2 separate regions of the Mus musculus genome follow, and region 2 is linked to region 1. The links are chromatin contacts, called in public Hi-C maps. All regions are on one chromosome and are shown on one strand. The core of a region is the stretch at or near the end of the contact, and the rest is flanking DNA. Distances in the headings are between cores, read along the strand shown.

The links. Hi-C and Micro-C count contacts between places; a contact is called where the count stands out from the background.
Region 2: a contact with region 1 is called in a Hi-C map of muscle stem cells, with 4 times the contacts expected there. The contact joins two enhancer-like sites. A contact is called at or near these places in 4 of 484 Hi-C or Micro-C datasets (the N1E-115 cell line, bone marrow-derived macrophages, muscle stem cells and 1 more), 4 of 115 datasets of contacts at active chromatin or transcription factors (bone marrow-derived macrophages, embryonic midbrain, embryonic stem cells and 1 more) and 1 of 9 other capture datasets (embryonic stem cells).

What each region holds. Positions count from the first base shown.
Region 1 is chr17:9,754,858-9,758,959 of GRCm38.p6, reverse strand. The region is part of intron 3 of 4930452A19Rik (RIKEN cDNA 4930452A19 gene); the gene reads left to right. Among named protein-coding and RNA genes, the nearest start is that of 4930452A19Rik, 19 kb to the left of the region's middle. Within about 2 kb of position 2,504, at least 33 of the 459 cell types and tissues checked have an H3K27ac peak or open chromatin away from gene starts, as enhancers often do. A contact at or near this core is called in muscle stem cells, where this site is marked.
Region 2 is chr17:10,361,205-10,365,437 of GRCm38.p6, reverse strand. No RefSeq gene overlaps it. Among named protein-coding and RNA genes, the nearest start is that of Gm39565, 8.2 kb to the left of the region's middle. Within about 2 kb of position 2,722, at least 8 of the 459 cell types and tissues checked have an H3K27ac peak or open chromatin away from gene starts, as enhancers often do. A contact at or near this core is called in muscle stem cells, where this site is marked.

The DNA.
Region 1 (4,102 bases), core at 1,255-3,754:
TGATGCTATGTCTGGCACCAGTCCTAAGCCATCCAGGTTGCTGATTTCTAACAGCTGTGTTAGAAAAGTTCATGGACATCACTAACATTTCTCTCTTGTGTGTTTCAGCCACACAGTTCTCAAATATCCACAGACACCATAGCAGCCCAGGTGAGCCAAACTAAGCAGCCAGCATCACTGCCCTCATGTTGAGCCACAGGGGTTGGGTCCTCAGAGTGCTGCTGCCACTGCTGCGAATTTGTATATATTTTTAAAGAAAAGTAAGCAAGTTAAGTTTATTGCAAAGGAAGGCTATAGCTCTCTGCAGCAGAGGAAAGGGTCAGAAACTGGTTGCTCTGCGGGTAATTTTAATTTTTTTTTCTATTTAGTTGCTTTTTTTCTTACTAAAGAATAAGGGGTTTTCTGTTAGACATAACTTAAAGGATCTTTGTTAGGGAATAGGGTGAGGGTATGGGAAGGGGCAGTTTGGGGTGGGTAAGCATGGGACCTCTTGGTTCAGAGCCTGGCTCCACTGTTTTTACTGGACCATTGAATGAATGGTCCACAGCCAATACCCACCCATCTGTGCCTTCATCTTCGGGACTGGCCTAGGTAAAGCTGTAAGCCTCCCTTACTCCATGTAGACCATTCTTACTGGAAATGAGGCCAGGACACAAGTCTATACCTCTGACCTTTCATTTGGGCACATTAATGCTTCACAATTTTGACAAAGGGAAGTTAACTTGGGTTTGGAAAGTTAGGAAAAGGTGTTGCTGCCATGCAGATCCCTTGCTCAATGAGGGCCAGTGAATCCTTTGCCCACTGAGTGCCAGCTCTCTCTCTCTCTCTCTCTCTCTCTCTCTCTCTCTGAGTGTGTGCATGCGTTTGTGCGTGTGCGATAATGGCTGATGCAACTGTTGGAAACCAGAGGCTTAGCTCATGGGTGCTTCCATGGTTGGGTCAGGGTATGCTTTATTTGTAGAAGGCTGACTAAATCTTGACCCCAGCTATCTTGGCAAGCTGCAAGTGGCCATGTGAGAGATGAGCTTCAGGCTCAAGCCCAGCTCCTGGAAGACAGGTGTCTACAGAGAAGGATGGTACTACCCTCAGAGACTCCTGTAAGGAAAGCAGGCCTTTAATGATGTGGGGGAGCTGAACCCACGGAAGGGGTATCTAGGGAGATAGATGGTATGAACCAAAAGTAAGGAAACTGGCTGTGAGCTATTGGGTAGGAAACACACACACACACACACACACACACACACACACACACGAAAAGAACTGTGGGAAGCCTGTGCTCTCAGGGGACAGATGCTGTCCCTAGGGTCCTTCAGCTCAGGGACCACACTGATCACAGGTTCCTTTTCTTTGCCTGTCCTGGCCATTGGTTTTCCTGGCCAAACCTGCCATATTTTCTCCCAGGACACATGCATGGTGTGCCATTTTGAAGGAGAATCAACAAAAACAGAAGTCAGGTTGGAAGGCATCCATGCTGTCTGGGTGTCAGAAGAGGGGGTGTTAACATCGTCTCTTAATTTGCCATCACATCATATACCCCTACCTTAAAATGAAGAACAAGAATAGTACTTTTTCCTCTTCTTCAGAGACCCCTCCCTGGTACTGGCATAAACTCACATGTGCAGAGACCAGTCAGGCTTGCCCCCTGTATCCCCCTCTCTGGACCCCCATGTGTACTGTGTGTCTACCAGGCTGCTCACAGGTGGCCTTAGGGGCCGTTGCTTTTCAAATGGTGAAACAAATTTGGTGGGTTTTGGTTGTCATTGATTGGCTTTGACACACTGCTGAGGTTGGGCACCAAGGACCCCTGGTACTTTAAGTCACTTTTATCGCTCAAATATGGAGCTTTGACAGCTGAAACGCCTTATGAGAATAGCATTTAAATGTGCAATGCGCCATAAATACGCAGAGTGCGACAGCCAGGAAGCTGTGCTAATCGCGGCTTTGATGTCCCACGAACTACTGTAGCTGGCAGTCCTCGTGCTTCTGCAGGCCTCTTTGGACTTAGCAGATACCGCTCAGTGGATCCAGTTTTCCACTCCTCCCCTCACGAGGACAGCTGTCATCCCTGACTCAAAGGAAAAATCCTTTCTGGGCCCTTGCTTGGCCACAGCCTTTCCTGGCCATACTCCTAGGAGCCTCTCGCTTCCTCCCTGCCCGGGAGTGGCAGAGGGTGAGGCTGGCTAGACCCAGCCAGACTTTCCCAAAGTTCTGTGTCATTTACCACCTTGTCCTACAGCAACATGCTATTTTTAATTTCTGGCGACTGCTACTCTTGATTGGCTGGGACAAGAAATGGAAGTTCAGCTTGACTTGAGTAACAGGGAAAACGGTCCGTCCCCGACAGAACATGCAGCAGGAAAGCTGAAGGTTCGCTATAGAAGCATGGGTAGACCACCCTAGCTTCCGCTGTACTTAAAAGCTGCCAGTAAGAAGCCTGAATGCTTACATTTGATAAGAGCCTTGATCTTTGGATTCCATGGTCACTACAGAGTGCAAGGAAACCACAAAGGGTGTCTGCTGTCTGTAATTTATTAGGTTTCAGAGCATCCCAGGAACTACAGACTCAATCCCTCAGCTCTTGGGTCCAGGAGCGCCCTCTTGTGGGAGAAAGCACTTTTGCCTGGAATTTCTATTTGTCTTTTTTTTTTTTTTTTTCCTCCAGTTTTTAATTTTTGAGAGTTTCCTACATGCATATACTATGCTTTGGTAACTTTTCCCCCAGTTCCTCCCCTTCATCTCTTCCTCTCCCCTCACTTTCTCTCCCTATTTAATGCTTCTTGTTTGTATACTTACTGAGTCCACCAAGTGCTGTCTGTATGGGCATGGGTATAGGACCATCCAACTAGGGCATTCTTTATTATTTTTGTTTTGTTTTAAACTTGTTCTTACTTCTGGAAGAACAATATTAGTTCATAGTTTTGGAGAGTAGAGGAGCTGGAGAAATGGGTGGGTTTACTATGCTAACCAATACCATCAGTACTTGTCTGTCTTAGGGCTTCATTGTTATGTGAAGAGACACTATGATCAAGGACAGCGTTGTGGCTGGCTTACAGGTTTAGAAGTTCAGCCCATTATCAGGAAGGCAAAAAGCATGGCAGTGTCCAGGCAGACATGGTGGTGGAGAAGGAGCTGCGAGTTCTGGCATCTTGATTGGAAGGTAGTCAGGAGAAGATTGGCTTCCACGTGGTGTCATTGCCCACCCCCACAGTGACAGACACACTTCCTCCAACAAGGCCACACCCACTCCAACAAGGCCACACCTCTTAATAGCTCCACTACCGGGGGCAAACATATTCAAACCATCACACTATTCCTTTGTATGTGTGTATCACATATGAATGCATGGTGTATGGGTATGTGTATGTATTATCACACATACAGAGGCCACAGGAGGATGTTGGTGGTAGTGTTCCATCACTCAACACCTTACTCTTCTGACACAGAGACCTTTGCTCAACCTGGAGCTAGGATGGTAGCCCGCAAGCCCCAGCAATCCTCTAGTTTCTGTTCCCATACCTCTGGAGTTGCAGGATCATATATATGCCTTTAAAATGGACATGGGGGACCTGAATTCAGGTTATCTATCATCCTTGTTCAGCAGGTGTCTTAGCCACTGAGCCATTTACTGCTCTCTCCCTGTCTTAGGGTTTCTATTGCTGTGAAGAGACACCATGACCAAGGCAATTCTTATAAAGGACAACATTTAATTGGGTCTGGCTTACAGTTCAGGGGTTTAGTCCATTATCATCACGGCAGGAAACATGGCAGCATCCAGGCAGACATGGTGTTGGAAAAAGAGCTGTGAGTTCTATACCCGGATGGGCAGGCAGCAGGAAGTAGAAGTGACACTAGACCTGGCTTGAGCATTTTAGACCTCAAAGCCTGCCCCCTAGTGACACACTTCTTCCAACAAGGACACACCTCCTAATAGCCACTCCCTATGGATTTATGGGCACCATTTTTACTTAAACTATCACACTCTTTATTCTTTTTTTGATGTAAGTTTTTCACAAGCAACCCAGAAGTGAGCCTTTCTTCTGAAAAGGATTCTGATGTTAATGGTTCTTTTACACCTATCTCAAACGAACATTTTATTTCTTTA
Region 2 (4,233 bases), core at 1,473-3,972, 610 kb before region 1:
TACAGCTACTTAAGGTTGGCAACCTGTAACCCCACTGAACACTGTTATCTGTGCCTTTGACATGATTATTAATGTGCTAGCTTTGTGCGTAATAAAATGTTGAGGGAGAATACTGAGATGCAAGAAGATTCTCGTAATCAGCTGGAAAACTGAAGCTGAATAAGAATCCGAATTCACCGGAGTTCAAAAATAGATAAATGACTTAAGTAGCGAATAATAGAGAGCCGGCTCCCAGCGCCTCGTGTGAGGTGAGCAAATAGGTGGAGGGTTTGATTGACCAACAACCCGGGACATGATGGTGTTGCTAAACAAAACCACTGGGTGAAAATAGAATAGTCCAGCTGAGGCAAGAAAATGCCTACTTGTCTGACACATGGGCCATACTTGCACACATTTATGCTTATCCTTTACAAGTGCATAAGAAGAGGGGGAAGGGGCACGAGGGACGGATGGCATCACAGCCTTAAAATACTAGCAGGGATTAGATGTACCCTGCACTGCCACAGGGGACGGAATTCGTCCCAGGGAAGCTGGGGCTCATTCCCAACTGGTGGGGACAAGGAATCTCTCCCACACTCTCCCTGTTTGGGGGAACAGTGGATTCCTGACCACAGGTATGCCCCCATGAGACCAGAGGGCAACCCTAGAGTTAGAGAACTGTGGGAAAAACAGCTGGAAGACAACCCAATGGGTCATTTGGTGACATAGCCTCCATGTAAGTAGAAACAAATAATTAAAATGAGGAAGGTCAAGGGCCCAGAATAAAGGTGGAATGGGAGACAAGAGAGGGTGAAGTCTTGTCTTTAGGCCAAATCTATTTAAAGGGGTGGGGGGGGGGAGTGGGTAAATGGGTATGGGAGGGGAAAAAAAAAGCAAGGTAGGGTCAGTTTTAGAAGGAAACCATCCTAACAGAGCTCAGCAAATGTCAAACGTGATCCTTGTCAGGAGAGGGGTTCCCACCTGCCCAAGCCCTGCCAGTGACTGGGAAGGAACACTTGGATTCTGTAGAGTTCAGAGGGCAACTAGTCAATGTGAGCTACCAGGACCCGACAGGAAGACATAAGAAGTAGGGGAGACCTACTTTAAGAAGTAGTGAGAGACCCTGTCTTTAAAAAACAAAAAACAAAACAAAACAAAAATAAAAACAACAACAAAAAACCCCAATGTGTAGGGTGATTGATCGAGTCACCCAACCTTAGCCTCTGGCCTTCACTTGCACAGACACCTGCACCTGTGTGCACACAGAGACGCTAAGTGATCACAGATGGATCATGTCAGGGGCCGAAATGGCTTGTTCGGGCGCCAAACAACACTCTACACATATTTGATCAGGGTGACAGAATAAACTGCTGTTGTTCTTCTACATGTGTGTTTTTAATTAAAGTAAAAGATAATGTTCAAGAAGGAGAAGACAGTCTAACCCACTAAATTGAAGCCAAGAAAGAGCATAGGATTTGAAGACTGTATTAGCACCGTAGTGCACCTACCAGCCTCTGTGTACCTTGCAATCCATAAAGAAAAGCGACTGGGCCCTGGACTTCTAAGACTGCATCCAGTTCTAAACATTTTTAAGAAGAGAAATCTGTTAAGTTTGAATATGTTCTAAAATGCAGTCAAAATCCCTTCCCAAGCTTGGGTCCAGTTTCTTTAACAACTTTGTTAGCAGAAAGAAAGGGAGTTCAATGAGGGAACACAAAGAATCGCAGTCAGGACCTCGCTCCCACCAGGCATGCAGTTCAAACGGAGATGAGGAGAGGAGAGTGGACTCAAATACAAATAAAGAAGAAAGTCAACCTGGACCCACAGCGGTCCCTCTCACTTGTCAGTGGCTTGAGAAAGGAACTCAGCACACAGAGACCAGAGCTATATTGGTGTGCACGTGGAAAGACATCCTGTCATGGGATATTATATTCTGAGTGGGAGCCTCAGAGCACAGAGACAAGTGGACCCTTGGGAGACAAGAAGGGAGGTAGATCCTGGTTCTGAGCTGCCTCCAGACTGGGCCTGGTTCACCACAAGAACTCAGAAAATGTTGGCTGAAAACTCTGGAGAACAGTAGTGGGGGAGAAACTGTTTCATTTGAAGTATTGGACAAATGTCCTCGAGGGGTGAGATAAACACTTCATTTAATAAGCCTTGACTGGGAAGTTCTCTCGCTGTAATACCTGCACGGATTCCAAGTCCAAGGTTCTGGATAAAAAGAAACTCTGGAGGGGCTGAGGAGATGGCTTGGACAGTAAAGTTCTTGCTAGTCAGGTATGAGGACCTGGTATTTAACTTGGCCACTGTGAAAAGAGCAAAGCATGGTGCCGTATGCCTTCGATCCCAGCTACTAGGAGGCTAGACAGGAGAATCCCTCGGGCTCCCTGGATAGCCAAGCTAGCCAATCAGACAGTGAGAGACCCTGTCTTTAAAAAACAAAAAACAAAACAAAACAAAAATAACAACAACAACAAAAAAAAAAAAACCCCAATGTGTAGGGTGATTGATCGAGACACCCAACCTTAGCCTCTGGCCTTCACTTGCACAGACACCTGCACCTGTGTGCACACAGAGATGCTAAGTGATCACAGATGGAAAGCACACACCAGTATCACAGGGAACGTGAAGCTATTGCCCCAAAAGATCAGAAATATCACCAAGACCGCAAGATACTAACATAGTGAGGTCATACGTAGTTGATAACATAGTGAGGTCATATGTAGTCAAGCGTAACCAATGAGATTATGGCCCCAGGATGATCCCACACTCTAGCCCTCAAGCCTTCCAGAGGCCTAGGCTCACTGGACACAGCCTGGTGGGGAGGGTCAGACCTGATTTACACCTTTGATTACATGATATAATTTGGCACAAGAGAGGTCACTCAGCCTCTCTGGGTCAGATCCAGATCTAAAATCTAGGAATTTCACGTCTCAACCTTCACAGCCCTGGCCACAATGCCTAAGGTGGGAAATTCGGCACCAAACGTGGTCACAGCCAAGCCAATACCTCATTGCAAGTCTATAGGGCAAGCGAATGAAAGAATGAATATAAATCAAGTCTCCCCAAAATATCTTTTTTTTCTTGAAAATCTTGAAGTAACAATCAAAAGTGGAGCTCTGACTTGCAGACTTTGATTCGCTGTCACTGAACAAGTTGAAAAATTTTATGGAGAGACACTTGAACCTTTGAGTACCATCTTGGAGTGGTGATGACCTCTTGTGCATATTTATACACTAAGATTCATAATAACCACTTGAAAGACTAGGGTTCTCTCCCCGCAGGGAGCAGAGCTATGTGAGGTGTAAGAAAATATTCCAAGTTCGAAGGTCCAACTATGTAAGATATGGAAGGCAAGAGTTCTTTCCACAAGTAGAAAACACCTTGGCACTTGACAAACCCACTTTCTTATGGCGCCAGGGCACAGGTGGGCACTCAGGTGACCCTTGAAAGCTGATGAAAGCTTGCCTCGCCCTCACCCGGCATTCCTTCTGAGAAGCATCGCCAGCCTGGTTGAAGCAGGTGTAGTGTTCCTGGGTCCAGACGGGTAACATTTTAAGATGGGGAACTGGCTCTTGGTCAAGTACTTAGCAAAAGAATTCCAAAGAGGCCCTACAGCCTGGGCCACTTTGCAAAACCTTCTTGTAGATAGAGGAATTCTAACTCTCTCAAAGTAAAATCCATGGTCCCCTCCTCCCACACCCCTTCTCCACCCTATCCCCATTTTCTCCATAAGGGAATTGTTTTATTTATTTTTTGTATGAGTCAAAGCACTATTTCTATTGTTCATTGATATGCTAATATCATATTATACTGTTTTGGACACGTGAAATGAAATTTAATACTTTCAAATGTATTTTTTAAAAGGTAGTTAAACACAATGCCTTAATCTGGTTTTTTTGTTGTTGTTGTTGGTTGGTTGGTTTTGGGTTTTTGTTGTTGTTGTTTGTTTGTTTGTTTGTTTTCTTTTTCCAGCCTGAGGGTAAATTTCCTTCCTGGAAATCCCACTTCTTTCTACCATTATAAATGACTTAATACCATTTATTTTTCTGAAGAGGGAGGGGGGATAACAAGGAAGCATTCAGATCACATTTCAAGCATGAAGGCATTTAATAATGGAGGAAGAAAATAAAACAAAACCCATGCAGCCAAAAGGAGGGGGAAGCACGCACAAGACTCAAGGCCAGCGTCACTGCACCACAAAGTGAGAAGAAGTCTTTATTTTTGGGCCGATTTTAAGTAGTCTCTGATTTT